Regions from separate parts of the Mus musculus genome. Here region 2 is linked to region 1. The links are chromatin contacts, called in public HiChIP or PLAC-seq maps. All regions are on one chromosome and are shown on one strand. The core of a region is the stretch at or near the end of the contact, and the rest is flanking DNA. Distances in the headings are between cores, read along the strand shown. Region 1 holds the start of Padi6 (peptidyl arginine deiminase, type VI). Region 2 holds the start of Sdhb (succinate dehydrogenase complex, subunit B, iron sulfur (Ip)).

Region 1 (7,559 bases), core at 450-2,949:
CTGCCCTGCTCTCCAGAGGAACGCCGGGTGGGTCTCAGCTCCTAGAGGGAAGACTCACCGATGCCGGTGAGAAACAGCACAGCTGTGGCCGTGGGGACTTCTTGGTCAGGACAGAAGTAGGAGACCAGCACCTGTGGAGACAGCCCAGAGCCATAGACTGGGTGTAAGCATGTGACCCTGCTTTGTGTTTCAGCATCTAATCTTCCAGTGACCCACTATGAGCTGACCCAGGGGCCATAGCCACTTAGGACGTCTAGGAGGGTGTCTTGCCAGGTGGTGCACACTTTTAATCCCAGTCATTAGGAGGCAGGGGTAGGAGGATCGTGGGAGTTCGAGGCCAGCCTGGTTTACAAAGGGAGTTCTAGGATGGCCAGGGCTACACAGAGAAACCCCGTCTCAAAACCCAACAAAAGCAGTTGTCGCTCACTAAAGTCGTTTGCCCTGGCTTGGAGCTGGCTCTGTAGCTCAGGTTAGGACCTCCAACTGCTGACCCTCCTCCTGGTTAATTGGGCTTAATAGGTATGCACTGCTCAGCTCAGGGTACAACACTGGTTCTGGCCCGACTCAAGGTACAGTGCTTACCCAAGTGAGCCACTCGCTGAAGGAAACTGCCTTCCGCCGACACATAGATGGGCAGGTTCCGCCCACTCACCATCCCTTAACTGCCTCTCTCTCCCTGCCCACAGACAGCTGCAGCTGGGTCTGCCTTGGGTAGGCAGGCCTGTTGCCAATGGCCTTCAGCTAGGCTTGCCAGCTTCCACATTGAGATCACCTGGGTAGGTTAAAGGTTACCCCTCTCCCCTCCATGGCTCACCTTGTCTTCATCCACAGTGGGGCTGGGCGCCACCATCCTCACCAATGCCACTGTGGGATGGTTCATTGACCTCCAGACCACAGTGTCCTCTTTGCCAGCGATGACGGAGCTAGAGATGTGGATCAAGATCCTGGGGGAACCACGGATGGTGAAAGACTTGCACTTGTCTGGTGCACACCTGGTTTGAAGGAGACAATACAGGTTAGAAGACTCACCAACCGATGAGGCGACAGGGTTCCAGGACAGCCCCCGATCTGGAGTCTGCATCCATCTTACGGAATTGAGGAGAGTTGTCAGTGAAGCTTGTGGGGGGGGGGGCGGGCGCTAACGTCTTCAGCCTCTCTTACCATCTCGACCCCCAGGACCTCCACGCCTTTGATGGATGTCCCACCCCAACCTCCCGCTCCCCCAAAGCCTCCTTGTGAGGATCACATCTTCATTTTACATACAAGCCTCAGCTTCACAGTCATGGAGTGAGCAGATGCCAGAACCGTAAGACACAACCCCCGCCTACTCAAGGACACCTTCGAAGCTAACAGGGATCTTGCAAGAGGCAGAGAAAGCTGTAAGTCAGTATCCCGAGCTGGGATGGGAGGGCTCTCAGAGACCAAGCCAGATTTCCTTGGGGTCGGTCAGTTCAGCTGAGAGCGCTAACCTCGGACTTCTGGGCACAGGGACTCTGCCCAGACCCTCCCTTCTCATTACCCCTACAGACACCCGCTAAGCCTTACTTGCTGATGTCCAAGGTGATTTCCATGCCTACCATGCAGAGGGCATGGGTGGGATTGACCAGAGACAGGCTGAGTGAGTTCTGAAAAGACATGGCTGGGCTTACCAAGCTAGCCACTGTCAGCAGTCCTTACCCACCAGAGTAATTGCCTAGGACGGTGGGGCTTCCTGGCCTTCCTCTTTAGTAGAGGTAAGGACCACCCCAGCCCGCCCCCTTGTTAAGGGTTCACAGGTGAGCCTGGAGGAGGAGGAAGAGGAGAAGGAGGTAGGGGGAAGGGTGAAGGGAGAGATCCTTCTACTCAGCATCAAAGTTTTAGCAGCTGCTGCCTGTAGACCCTGCAGCCCTAGGAAATTGGAGTCTAACAGCTTGGGGCTCTGCCCTTCCCACTGGTCTGGGTGCTACATCTCAAGATTATGGGGGAGTCTTGGTTCTAGGACAGTAGCTCTCAACCTGTTTTGGCCTCAAGGCTGGGATGGTGGTGGTGTCACACATCAGATATCCTGCATATTATGATTCATAACAGTAGCAAAATCACAGTTATGAGGTAGCAACGAAATAAGCTTATGGTTGGGGGTCACCACCTGTATTAAAGGGTTGCAGCACTAAGAAGGTTGAGGACCACTGTTCTAGGATGTGTGCTTCTTGGCAGCTAGTGGGGGTACTTGGTAAAGTGCTATGCTCACAGAAGTGTCAGGAAGCTATAGCTAGCTCTGCAAATCCCTGATCCTGGCAGGCAATCTGCATCCTTTTCCCGGGTGATAACGATGATAAGCCAGTCAGTCACAGCTGTGTCTCTTGTTAGCATCAGGGCGGGTAGGGTGGGGGATGGGCAGCAGGAGCTGGTGCATGGGCTAGACCTGTGCAGCCTGGCTTACAGCTGTTATCCCTTTAGGCTGACCTCTGACCTTCACATGTGCACTGTGGTGTGAGAACACACACACACACACACACGAAGCAGAAAGGAAATTGTATATCTACTGTGCAGTTCAAAACTGCTAAAATGGGGGGGGTCAGCATTCTCGTGCCCTGTGGAGTCGCTGAGATGACACATACATCTTTGAGGTTCATGGTCTCTTCAGTATTGGCATTCCTAGATCAGACTACAAAGCCACACATGGTAGTCCCTGCCTGTCACCTGTTCAGCACCCACACTGAGGCAGGAGGATTTCTGTGAGTTTGAGACCAGCCTGGGTTTCAGAATGATGCTCTGTTTCAAAAAGCCGCCAAATTCTGTATTGCATTCCATAGTATATGTATGTGTTGTCAGGGGGGAAAAAAAGATCCAGCTGAGGTAGGCTAGCCTGTGATTACCGAGTGACTTCAAGTCTAGATTGGTCAATTTAACAAGACTGTGCCAATGTTCTGAAAAGGGGATAGGTGGGAGCATAGCTCCTTGGTAGAGAACTATCTGCCTCCACGTCCCTGTTATTTGCTCATTAAGAGCCGAGCATGGTGGCTCACGTCTGCAATCCCAGAACTGGGTAGATGGAGGCAGGAGGAACAAGAATAGGGAGCCAGCCTAGGTTAATTAAGGAGATTCTGTATGGAAACTTCATATTTCCCAGAAGACCTTGGTGCAGGGCACAGCCTAGAGAGAGCAGCCTCCATTACTCTCTTTCTCCATTCTACTGGCCTCTCAGAGAAGGAGCTAGCTCCCAGCCGCCTCAGAGGTGCATACCTGCATCCACGCACCCAGGAGGCTCAAGCGGGAAGATGGTTACAAGTCTGAGGGCAGCCTTGGCTAAAAAAGGAGTTTCAGACAGACTAGGGCTTCTAGGAAGACCCTGTCTCAATCAATCAATCAATCAATCAATCAATCAATCAATCAATCAATCCGAAGCTGGAAGAGGCAGAGAGGAGCTCTCTTGGGGGACCTGGAGAGGGAAGGGAACAGCCACCCAGCTACTCAGCTTCCCGCCAAGTAAAATTGCTTTGGTCCCAGTATGAGAAACTGGGTCCCTTCCTGGGGTTTAGGAACACCTGGTCTGTGGAACACCTGGTCTGTGGCATTTACCACGTCTGTCTCAGAGCACTCTTAGGCAGTCTCTGAGGGAGGGGGATGAAGGGAATTTTTGGCTTGATGAGGTTAAAGAAAAGTCAGGACTGGCCAGGTAGCTCAGTGGGTTAAAGACGTTCACCACTGAGCCCGATGTGCAGAGCACGCATGGTGGAAGGAGGAAAGTGAGTCTCACAAGCTGTCCTCTGATCTCCACATGTGCACTGTGGTCTCTCTCTCTCTCTCTCTCTCTCTCTCTCTCTCTCTCTCTCTCTCTCTCTCTCTCTCTCTCTCACAGTAGGGCATGGTGGCCACACTTCTAGTCCCAGTACTTGGGAGGCAAAGGCAAGTAGCATGTGTGACACACCAGCGCCACCCAGTGCATGCCTGTGGCAGTCAAAGGACAGCTTTGTAGAGGCAGGTCTCTCTCCCCACCTTTACTCAGGTCCTGGGGACCAGCCTTGGCTCACCATTGGTTTCATGGCAAGTGCCTTTCCCCACTGAGCCATCTCACTGGCCTGAGGAACGTGTTTCTATTTACTCATTTTAATTAAACGTTAATTAATTGTCTCTGGATCTCACTGTGTAGACCTGTTAGCCTGAACTCAATATATAGACCAGCTTGGTCTTGAATTCACAGAGATCCACCTGCCTCTGTCTCCGGAGGGTGGGAGTTAAGGGTGTGTGTCATCACCTTAGGCTCCAAGGAATTTGTGTGTGTGTGGGGGGGGTTGTTTGTTTGTTTGTTTGTTTGTTTGTTTTTTGAGACAGGGTTTCTCCGTGTAGCCCTGGCTGTCCTGGAACTCACTCTGTAGATTAGGCTGGCCTCGAACTCAGAAATCTGCCTGCCTCTGCCTCCCGAGTTATACCTAAGTACACTGTAGCTGTCTTCAGATGCACCAGAAGAGAGCGTCACAGATAGTTGTGAGCCACCATGTGGTTACTGGGATTTGAACTCAGGAACTTTGGAAGAGCAGTCGGTGCTCTTAACCACTGAGCCATCTCACAAGCCCTTTTTTTTTCTTAAGATTTATTTATTATATGTAAGTACACTGTAGCTGTCTTCAGACACGCCAGAAAAGGGAGTCAGATCTCGTTACAGATGGTTGTGAGCCACCATGTGGTTGCTGGGATTTGAACTCATGACCTGCAGTCAATGCTCTTACCCGCTGAGCCATCTTGCCAGCCGTGGTTTGTTTTTTTTTTTTAATTTTTATTAAATATATATAAAGAGAGAGACACATACGGCAGAGTAAATAAGTCAAAAGAGCTGCCAGCCATAGTTGAAGCTTTTTCACCTCATTGGTGCTTTGAAATTGATTCCAATGTGCTTTGCGGAGGGTGGGGCTGGGGGTGTGGAACTCCGTGGTAAACTAAAGATACAAAACTACATCTTTATTGCAGCATCTCTAAGCAGAGCTGAGCTTGCTATGCAAGGACCATTTGAGGACACACAGAGATGGGACAGGAGCCAGATGTGGGTGAAGCAAACATGTCACAGCAGGGACAGTGGCCACCTCTGTGGAAGCCCAACCATCCCCAGATCTCTTGCTGCACCTCGCTGCGGGGTGGGGGTGGGGGTGGGGAGCAGCCACCTCTGGCCAGGACAGTCCTCGAGGGAGGCTGCCTGGGGTAGTGACTCAGGGCACCATGTGCCACCACTTGAAGGTGAAGGGCTTCCTGCGCACATTGGTGCCACAGTGAACCTCCCCGTTGTACACGTGGTAGGTGTAGAAGTCGTTGATGAAGGTGCAGTGCAGACCCAGCGGCTCCAGGTGGGAACGCACCTCCTCCTCCAGGCAGCAGTGGCCATCGATGATGGGCCCAAAGGGCTTGGGGATGCCCAGGTACTTGCCCAGGACCAGCATGTTCACCTGCGGGAGGGTGGGGCCAGATCAGAGGCAACAGCTGTAGGGTAGGTAGGGCCTACAGGTCTCTGGACTAAGACTGGTTCTTTTTCCCTTTTGCATCTCTCTTTCCCCCTCCCTCCCTCTCTCTCCTGCCCTTCCTCCCCTTTTTCTCTCTTCCCTTCATTCCTTTTCCCCTCACTCCTTCTCCCCCTCCCCTCCTTCTCTTTCTCCCCTTCCCTTCCCCTCCTTTCCCCTTCCCTTTCCCCCTCCCTTTCCCCCTCCCTCTCCTCCTATTCCCTCTCCCCTCCCCTCCCCCTCCCTCCTCCTGCCCCTCTCCTCACTCCTTCTCCCCCTCCTCTCCTCCTCCCCACAGTGTTTTTGTGTGTGCCTTGCGGGGTGGGTGCACCCAGAGCCTCTTGTGTGCTCTTCAGTGTATTCCTTTGAGGCCAGGTCTCTCTCCCTGGACTTGCCTGCAAGCCTCTGTCTCTGTGTCCCTCAGAGCAGGGATTTACAGGCATGTGGGTGGCACATGTGGGTGACACCCAGCTTGTTACTGTGGTGCTGGAATCTGAACTCTGGCCGTCAGAGTTCCATAGCAAGTGCTCTTAGCCACTAAGCCACCCGGCTGTACCCCACCCTCGAGTTTTCCGTTTATTTTTGTCTGCGTCTGCCAGGTGCGTGCAGGTGTCTCAAGGAATCCAGGAGACACCTAGATCCTCTAGGCTGAGGTTGTGGGCGGTTGGAGGGCCATTCAATGTGAGTGCTAGGAATCGAACTGGGGTCCTTGAGAGGAGCATCAAGGACTCTGACTGCTTAGCCATCCCTCCAGCCCGCACAGCTCTTTTTGGTGACTTGGTCTCTTGTAGCCAAGGCTGACTCTGAACCCCAGACTCTTCTGCCTTCACCTCTCATGTGGTGGACACACTGTACACTGCGTGTGTGCCTCTAACAAGTGTCCTGTGGGTAAAGGGCCACGAGCTGTTTGAGCTCACTTAGAACGCATCACAGTGAACTGTGATCCCTGGGCCTCGGGCACTATGTTCAGGGAGAGAGGGAGACCGGTTTCCCTACTCAATGGAGTCTTCTGTCATAGCTCAATACATGGAGGAGGAGACACCTCAATGGCTAGAGTGGAGCTGCTGCCTTGGAACCCCAGAGCTCCAGGGAGCCCGGTTTGGAAACGACTGTGCCAAGAAACATCACCAGCTCCTTAGATCTAGGTAATTCTCCACCCAGTACTCAGGTGTCCTTTGGAGGAGGCTGGTAAAAAAGGCAGGGGGAGGTAGGAAGACACGTGGCAGTCACAGTTAAGTAACAAAGGTCAAATCTGGCCCTGCTCTGGGTCCTGTTTCACAGGGGCCCCCTTCCTGGCAGCGAATGCCACCGCAGAACACTTTGTCTATGGCCCGTGTCTGCTGGTCCCCTTAACGCAGTATGGGAGACAAGAAGCAGCAGGGTAGAGCTGGTTTTGAAACCAGACCCTGGCTTTGCCATCCCTTGCCTGCTGTGTGTTTTTGTGTTAGACACCTAATTTCTCTGAGCCTGCCTCTGGAAGGCAAAGCCACGAGAGAGGGCACTCCTGACATTGTGTGAGGCTCAGAAGAGGCTCTGGGTGCCGAGAGGGCTATGTGAGCCTCAAAGGGCGCACGGAAGTGCCACCTGGACCTGCCTTATGCCTGGCCAGGCTGTGTCCTGCAGTTTAGGAGGTCATTTGAGTCAGAGGGAGTCAGGCGGTGGCTGTCACCTCCTTACCATGTTTGGGAAGAAGGCCTGGGCCTTAGAGTTCCCTCTGGAGTTCCCCGCGAGCTTGAAGAGCTGCGGAATGTCGATGATGTCACCCTCTGCCAGGCCCAGCTCCCGCTTCAGCACCGCCCGGTTCCAGTCGATACAGCTCTGGTAGGGAGGCCAAGGGGGTGCGTTAGGGGAGGAGACAGTGTGGGATAGCAGCAGGGATCGGTAAGAACTGGGGGTTCAGGATCTCAGGGACCTCACAAGCTCCCCTCCTGTGCTCTGCCTGGGCTTCTGACCCTGGGCTGGTAGCCAGTGCTGTTGTGAGCAGCCCTGAGAGCCCCGCCCTACCCCATGCACCCGCTGCAGCGTCTCCAGGACACCCAGGCTGCGTACCTCCACATAGGCATTCTGGTCTCTTAATTTCTTGTTGGACAGAAT
Region 2 (7,101 bases), core at 1,783-4,282, 220 kb after region 1:
TCCAGCAAAGCCTCCAAGGGTCAGATGATGTCATTCAATGATCTAAGAGACTGGAAAGGGCTTCTCTGAGAACCAGGCAAAATAGATAAGGGAGGGGGACGGGAAATGGGGAGGTTGACAATTGCTCTGCCAACTGTGTCGACTCTGATTCTGGAATTGCCAGCTTTCACCTCAGCGTCTCTCTAGAGCCTCATGATACAGAACGAGGGTAACCTAGAAGTAAAATACCCCAACCAGAGAACAGAGATGTTCCAGGAGAAGTCGGCCTCTTGCCAAACTCCGAAGCCACAGCCCTGCTTGGATGATTGAGCCACAAAAGGGGCTCCTTCTGCAGTAGCCAGAGGGGAGGCTCCAGGGCTGAGGGGACTCAGGCCCAGCCTATCCAAGGGTACCCTGCTTCATGGAGGGATACACTGAGTCAGCTGGAGGTTTGGATGCTGGTTGGCTGATCACACTGAATTGCCTTGCTTTTTCTCCATCCCTGACCACCCATATGTGCCTACATATGTGTATGTGTACTGCACACATGCCTGGTGCCCTTGGAGATCAGAAGAAGGCATCAGACCCCTAGACTTGAAACTAGAGATGGTTGTGAGCCACCAGGTAAGTGCTAGAAACTGGACCCAGGTCCTCTGGGGGCAGTGGACAGCAAGTGTTCTTACCCGCTGAGCTGTCGCTCCAGCCCCTTCAATATGAACTTTTAAAACCACTCTCTGCCCTGCCGAGGCTCCTCAGTGCTTCCCATGTAACCCTGAGCTACTGAGACCAACCTGGTATTTGTCTTTGCTCCTGGACTGAACGTCTAGCCCTGGGGGGGCGGGGGGGGGCAGAAAGAGTCTCTCAAGCAGAATTGCCACCCTAGGTTGCCCAGATTTCCCAGCACGACTGGAATGGGGACAGTTATTCAAACTCATCAGGGTTGTTGGGAGGACCAGAGGAGACTGTTGATGTAAACACATTTGTGGGCGATGAGGTGAGATTCTGCATAAACACAGGGCTTCCAGCAGCATGTCTGATGAAAGCAATATATCACTCTCTCCGCGGATGCCAGCCAACCAGCCCCAAACCCTGCGGTCTTACGGCAAGGACAGCTTGGCAACCCAAGTCAGGAAGGGGCCATGAAGACCTTTAAGCCCTATGGCATCTGTGCCTTTCTGGCACCCCAAAGCTCAGGGCGGAGGTGGAGCCACCCAGGAATTTATTATCCTTCCATAACATTAAGCTCCCCAAATCCCCATGACGCCCAGGAATGATGTGACTGCAGGGTGTGTGGGCACACTGGCACCAAGGGCCCCTCCAATAAATCAAGGTCTCAGTTTTGCTGGCTGCTCAATGCTTTTTCCAAGGTGACCTGGGTGGCCATTCATGTAGCAGTGGTGTCTGTCTTTGACATGGTGGCTAAAAATGGCTAAGGGGGCCAGTTCTCTAGAAATACTGCCTGTTGACACCCTGGAGGAGTTACAAAGAAAATGACAGCCTTCCTACAACCTTGGCCGATTTGGGTGGCCCTGATGGTGGTCCCTTGGGTAGTCTAGAAGAACCTACCCAGTGCTGAGCCAGGGCCCCTGAGAAGCCAAGGCCACCTTACCATCTGTTGCGCAAGACAACCACACCAGTCATAGAATCTTAACTCAGCTGCCACAACCCCTAGTGATTCAGGCAAGGACGCTATAAGTCAAAAAGTGGCGAAGGACTTGTCAATGGTCACATGGCCTTGAGGGGGCGATCAAGGTAACCCCCAGGGGTTCAGGCCTCTCCACACCCCCTTTAATGAGGCTACCTGGCAGAGAAGCCAGATTCAGGGTGAGTTCCCAGAAACTTGGCCCCATCTAGCCATTCCTCCTGTCATGGTAATTTCTCCAGTGTCTTCTAAAAGAGCCAGCGTGAGGAAACCCAAGACTATAAACAGTGCCCTCCTCTGCCAAAGGTGAGCGGAAAGAAATCAAATCCTTCCTCTGGTAACAAGGACCAGCAAAGTCACTGGGTGCCCCAAGAGACCAAGTGACTTGGGATACCAAGATCACGCCTGCCCAAGGTGGTCAAATCCCCAGTCAGAGGGTGGGGGGCTCTGAGAGAACCCATAAAAGGTGTCAGAAAGGCTGGACAGTGGTGGCGCATGCCTTTAATCCCAGCACTTGGAAGGCAAAGGCAGGCGGATTTCTGAGTTCAAGTCCAGTCTGGTCTACAAAGTGAGTTCCAGGACAGTCAGGGCTACACAGAGAAACCCTGTCTAGAAGTGCCAGAAAAAAAAAGCAGCTCAGGTGACTAAGGAAACTGACGAAATCTGAGGACACAGGTCGGTTAGTAGAAGGCTTGTTCAGCACACACAGGCATGGTGGCACACAGCTGTAATCCCAGCTCTCTGCAGTTCTTTACCTGTAGGAAGATCTGAAGTTGGGGACAGTGGACAGCCTGTGGGTCCTTGGTGGACAGCCTATAAGCTACATCACCCATCTTTCCTATTGTCATCTTCCTTGGGGTTAGAGAGGAATTAGGTGAGCAGCTCGCTCACTTACCACAGCATTCCAGAGGCTGGCACCAGCCACATACTAGGTACCCTTTCTGGCTGCTTTGGTTTTGGTTTTGTGTGTTTTGAGGCAGGGTCTCAAGTATCCCAGATGGACTCGACCTCATTAAGTAGCGGAGGGTGAGCTTGGTTCTCCTACTGTCTCCATATGCCGGGCATGCAACTTCTGTACCGACGTGACGTTCATCTTTTGATCACTTCAGTCACTTAACAAGTGTCCCAATCAGGTAGGGACTGACAGGTTCTCTAGATTTAGCACAAAGCTGACCAGACAAGAGTCACAGGTGATTGACAGACACCACTGCAAGTAGAGAAGGGTTAAAAATCACAGCCACCAGCAGAATAGGAAAGCCCCGCCCTCCTGGCCTCTGCCCCGCCCCTCCACGCTACCCTTCCCTCTCCCGCCCCTCAGACTCCAGAGGTCACCTTAGGAACATAGGAAGCCCAGTGGGCATGCGCCCTACGGGCCGCTGCTGCACACACGCACTTCCTGTACATTGGCTCGGAGAAACCGGAAGCGGCCTTCCACTCGTTGGCGCTTAGGCGGCTAGCGGTCCTCAGGGTGAGAGGCCGGCTTCCCACCGCGGTGTTCGACGGGATGCCGGAGGGGAAGGGGTGGGGCTGACGTCAGGAGCCAAAATGGCGGCGACGGTCGGGGTCTCCTTGAAGCGCGGCTTCCCGGCTGCCGTTCTCGGCAGAGTCGGCCTGCAGGTGAGCCCGGGAGCCGTGGTTCAGTGGGGAGCCGTGCCCGTCACCGAGGCTGCCTGGGTAGAGAGGCCGCGGAGAGGCGGAAGGAGCCCGGGTCCAGGCCTCGGGGGAGGACTTAACCCGGCATCCTGCTCTTGAGCATCCTTTCAGACAGCCATTCCGCGCTTCTCCATCACCGGAGAGAGAGGCGCGGCCGGGAGGAGGTTGGAAGAGAGAACAGAAAGACAGAGGTCTGGGAGGAGGACAGGGAGAGGTCAAGGTCATAGGATGAGCGACCTGTGGTCGGGACCCAGAATCAAATCCTGCTAGTTGTACTCCGCCAGGCTTGTGTGAAAGGGAGGCCTGCGGGGTGTCTGGGGTGGGACCCGGGAGGCCAGGTCGCACCTCCAGGTTAGGCTGGTCTGGATCGGTCAGGTCGGAGGGCGGTGGACTCTGCAAGGCAATGCACTTGACCCGCAGAGGAAGGGAGACATGAAAGAAAGCGACCCCGACCCCTTGAAAGATCCGTACTGTGGAAGTCTGCAGGCAAGACCCGGTTCCCTGAAGCGTGCTTATTCAGGGGTGTGTAGCGGCACTGATCTCATACCGCTGGCATGGGATGACAGGCAGAGCCTGGAGCTGCTTTTGTTAATAATTCTGTAGTAGCTCTGTCATAGGTCTCCCCACACGCCCTGTATCCTCGGGAGCTGCACAGTAGAAGCATTTAGAAAGGCGAGAAAAACTGCCTCTCCTTACTTTACAGATACCATTCAGTCCTCCTCTGGGCTTCTGGATAGTCCTTCACAGGCGGACAACAGGAACTCCCATTTTGTTTTGGGGGGTTTTGTTGGTTTTTTTTTTTTTTTTTTTTAGATTTGTGTGTGTGTGTATGAGTGTGTGCTTTCATGTATATGCACCATGTGCCCGTGGAGAAAAGAGAGCTGTATTTCCTGAACTGGAGTCACAGGTGGTTATCAGCCGCCATATGCGTGCAGGGAACTGAACTCTGCTCCTTCCAAAGTGCTAAGATGAATCTCCACCCTGTGATAATTTTAGTGTTGTTTTGGTTAGGTTTTGACTTTTCGGACAGTGTCTTTATGCAACCCTGGCTGGCCTGGAACTCAGAGATTCTCCGGCTTCAGCCTTCTGGGTGCTGGGATTAAAGGTGTGAGCCACCACCACCACCCGACTTGTGCATCCCTTTGCATGCACACCTATCACACCAGCACTCCAAAGGCTGATGCAGCAAGATCAGGAGTTTAAGGACATCCTCAGCCCCACACGGAATCCAAGGCCAACCTGGGCTACTTGGGACCCTGTCTCAACAAAAACAGACAGTGCCTTACCAGAGCCTCAGGCTGGTGTCCCAGATATTCAGTTAATGATTCTGTTTTTGTTGTTGAGAATGTTATGCATGAGTACTGTATTTAAATAATTTCCACCCCCTCTCTCCTCCCATGCCTCCCCTCCCTTTCACACTCATGACTTCTTTAATTATCATTGCTAAATATATACATACACAATCTCTTAAGTGCATTTAGTGTTCCTTATGCATGACGAGTTTAGGGCTGAGAACATGGGATGAATAATCACAACACCAGTCCGTGCCAAGGGGAATGGGAGAAATTTCACAAGGCCCCACCCCTAGTTGAAGAGCTGCAGCAATCAGTGGCTAACAAAGGGGGTGTGTCGGTTTGGGGGAGGAGCCACATGATAGGTTGTCCAGTTAATGGTTCTTGGTGACCTTGTTCTTCAGCCTCTTTCCTCGTTGCTGAGGCAGCAGTTGAGTTGTAAGAGCCCTGCTGTAAGGGGTGACTTCTCAGGCTCAGGCTGGGCTTTCTGAGTGTAGAAGAGGCTGGCTTCAAAGGTCGGACTCTGGTAGGATTTCAGGAGAGGCCTTTGCCTACTTTCCAGAGGCCTCCTGTCTGTGGGAATGCATATTTGTGCTCAAACAGCGCCATCCTCAGTTCTGGTTCTCAGTCCTGTGATGTGCACCTCTGGACTGCAGTCCTGCCTGTGGGAGTTTAGCTGCACTCGGTTAACTACCAGTAGCATCCTTATTTCTCCGTCTGGACTATGAACTCCAGGAGGGCAGACGCCTGGAATGCCCGCCTGCAGTCAGAACAATACAAATACATATATAAGCCAGTGTTGAAAAGCACAGATCGGGGCTGGAGAGATGGCTCAGAGGTTAAGAGCACTGACTGCTTTTCCGAAGGTCCTAAGTTCAAATCCCAACAACCACATGGTGGCTCACAACCATCTTTAAAGAGATCGGATGCCCTCTTCTGGTGTGTCTGAAGACAGCTACAGTGTACTTAGATATAATAATAAGTAAATCTTTAAAAAAAAAAAAAAGAAAGAAAAGCACAGATCATTTCCTGAGCTGTGCCAGCAGTTTGGCTTGCTCCTTGTGAAGTAGGTATCGGCTCCACCCTCCCCTTTGCAAAGGGGAAAGTGGGACCAGACTGGCTAAGCGATTCTCTAAAGAAAACACAGCTCAAAGGTAACAGGGCTGGATTGGAAGCAAACACACTAACACACTTCAGATACAAGCTTGCCCCTTGAGTCTGTGTGGGTTTGGCTTCATGCTGCCTTTGCCTTCCTGCCTTCGCCCACCTTCCCTCTTGGTGGCTGTGTCATCTGTCTAGCTTCAGGCCCACCCCTGAAGAAGCTAGAGGAAGTTCGTCTCCTCGCAGATTGTCTAGAGATGTTCTTCCCACATAGCACGCTCACTAGAGTCATAGATTGAGCTGCAGATGTGTTCAGTCTCCACTCCCATGGGGAACTTGGCACATAAGTTGCTGGACAAGGAGGGAGGGAAAGAAGGAAGTCTCACACTTTGGCCCATCTCCCTGTCTGCACAGTCTTTTTTTTTTTTTAAAGCAAAAGTTTATTAGGAAAAACTCCGAGAGCCAAGGAGATGACTCTGTGCATGTTGGTCAGGCCTGATGACCAGAGCCCCGCCCCCAGAGCCCACATGAAGGCAGAAGGAGGGACCCTACTGCAAAGTGTTCTTCTGCCCTCCACACGAGCGCATCCTCACCTCTGACATCATGCACACAATCGGAATAAATATGGTTTTGTTTCAAACAAAAGTTTTAATATAGATTTAGGCACACACATTAGGGGAGAGGACAAAAACTGCGAGGGGACACAGGCTTCTCATGGGGTTACTCATATTCCCCTTCCTAATACTGGGCAGCACTGAGGTTCCTGTGAGCTGCTGTTCTGCATCTAATGTCAGTGTGCACGATGCTACACAGCATCCATTAGGGAAGAATCGCAATACGGATGCATGTGGTCGTAATTACCTGGAGAGTCCAGAAGAGGGCGCAGGATGTGTCTGTATTATCCCCAGCACCTGCATAAACCAGGCATTGTAGGCCATCCCTGCTGACCCAGCATGGGGGTGCAGAGGCAGGAGGATGGGGCTTCATGGCCATCGGCTCAGGGTCATTGTCCCCGGCTGTCTGACTCACATGGCAGAGACTTGGTTTTGCTGAGATGCAGTGGAACACAGCAGAACTTGTTTGTTCCCTAATTTGATTTGTGTTCAGACATTCTTCATCTTGTTTTCTTCACCAGGTTTCCTCAGTGTGAGCTTTCACTGGGTTTGGGAGGAGTGCTTTCTTTTGAAATGCATGGTCTTAGCCTCCTCTGGCCTCAACTGCATGATCCTGCCTTCACCTCCCAAGTGTTTTTCGAGAGTCCTGTGCCAGTTTGAAAATGTTACCATGTTGGGTTTTTGGTTTGGTTTGGTTTGGTTTTGGTTTTGGTTTTGGTTTTTAGACAAGGTTTCTCTGTGTAGCCCTGGCTGTCCTGGAACTTGCTCTGTAGATCAAGCTGGCCTCAAACTCAAGAGATCCACTTGCCTCTGTCTCCCA

What was found. HiChIP or PLAC-seq counts read pairs in DNA pulled down with a chosen protein or histone mark.
Region 2: an H3K4me3 HiChIP or PLAC-seq map of embryonic stem cells shows a contact between it and region 1, with 17 read pairs. The contact joins the promoter of Sdhb here to the promoter of Padi6 in region 1. A contact is called at or near these places in 14 of 39 promoter capture datasets (the 3T3-L1 cell line, the C10 cell line, the HPC-7 cell line and 9 more), 2 of 15 datasets of contacts at CTCF or cohesin (large pre-B cells and thymocytes), 4 of 484 Hi-C or Micro-C datasets (B cells, the G1E-ER4 cell line, the N1E-115 cell line and 1 more), 25 of 115 datasets of contacts at active chromatin or transcription factors (the SCID.adh cell line, SST interneurons, astrocytes and 17 more) and 4 of 9 other capture datasets (adipose tissue, liver, macrophages and 1 more).

Annotation. Positions count from the first base shown.
Region 1 is chr4:140,740,944-140,748,502 of GRCm38.p6, forward strand. It overlaps Padi6 (peptidyl arginine deiminase, type VI), which reads right to left and starts at 1,700. Exons shown (of 16, transcript NM_153106.2): 1 at 1,546-1,700; 2 at 815-992; 3 at 59-131. The coding sequence starts at 1,637. Padi4 (peptidyl arginine deiminase, type IV) reads right to left here. Exons shown (of 16, transcript NM_011061.2): 14 at 7,515-7,559; 15 at 7,143-7,283; 16 at 4,565-5,414. The coding sequence ends at 5,181.
Region 2 is chr4:140,958,239-140,965,339 of GRCm38.p6, forward strand. It overlaps Sdhb (succinate dehydrogenase complex, subunit B, iron sulfur (Ip)), which reads left to right and starts at 3,033. Exons shown (of 8, transcript NM_023374.4): 1 at 3,033-3,238. The coding sequence starts at 3,167.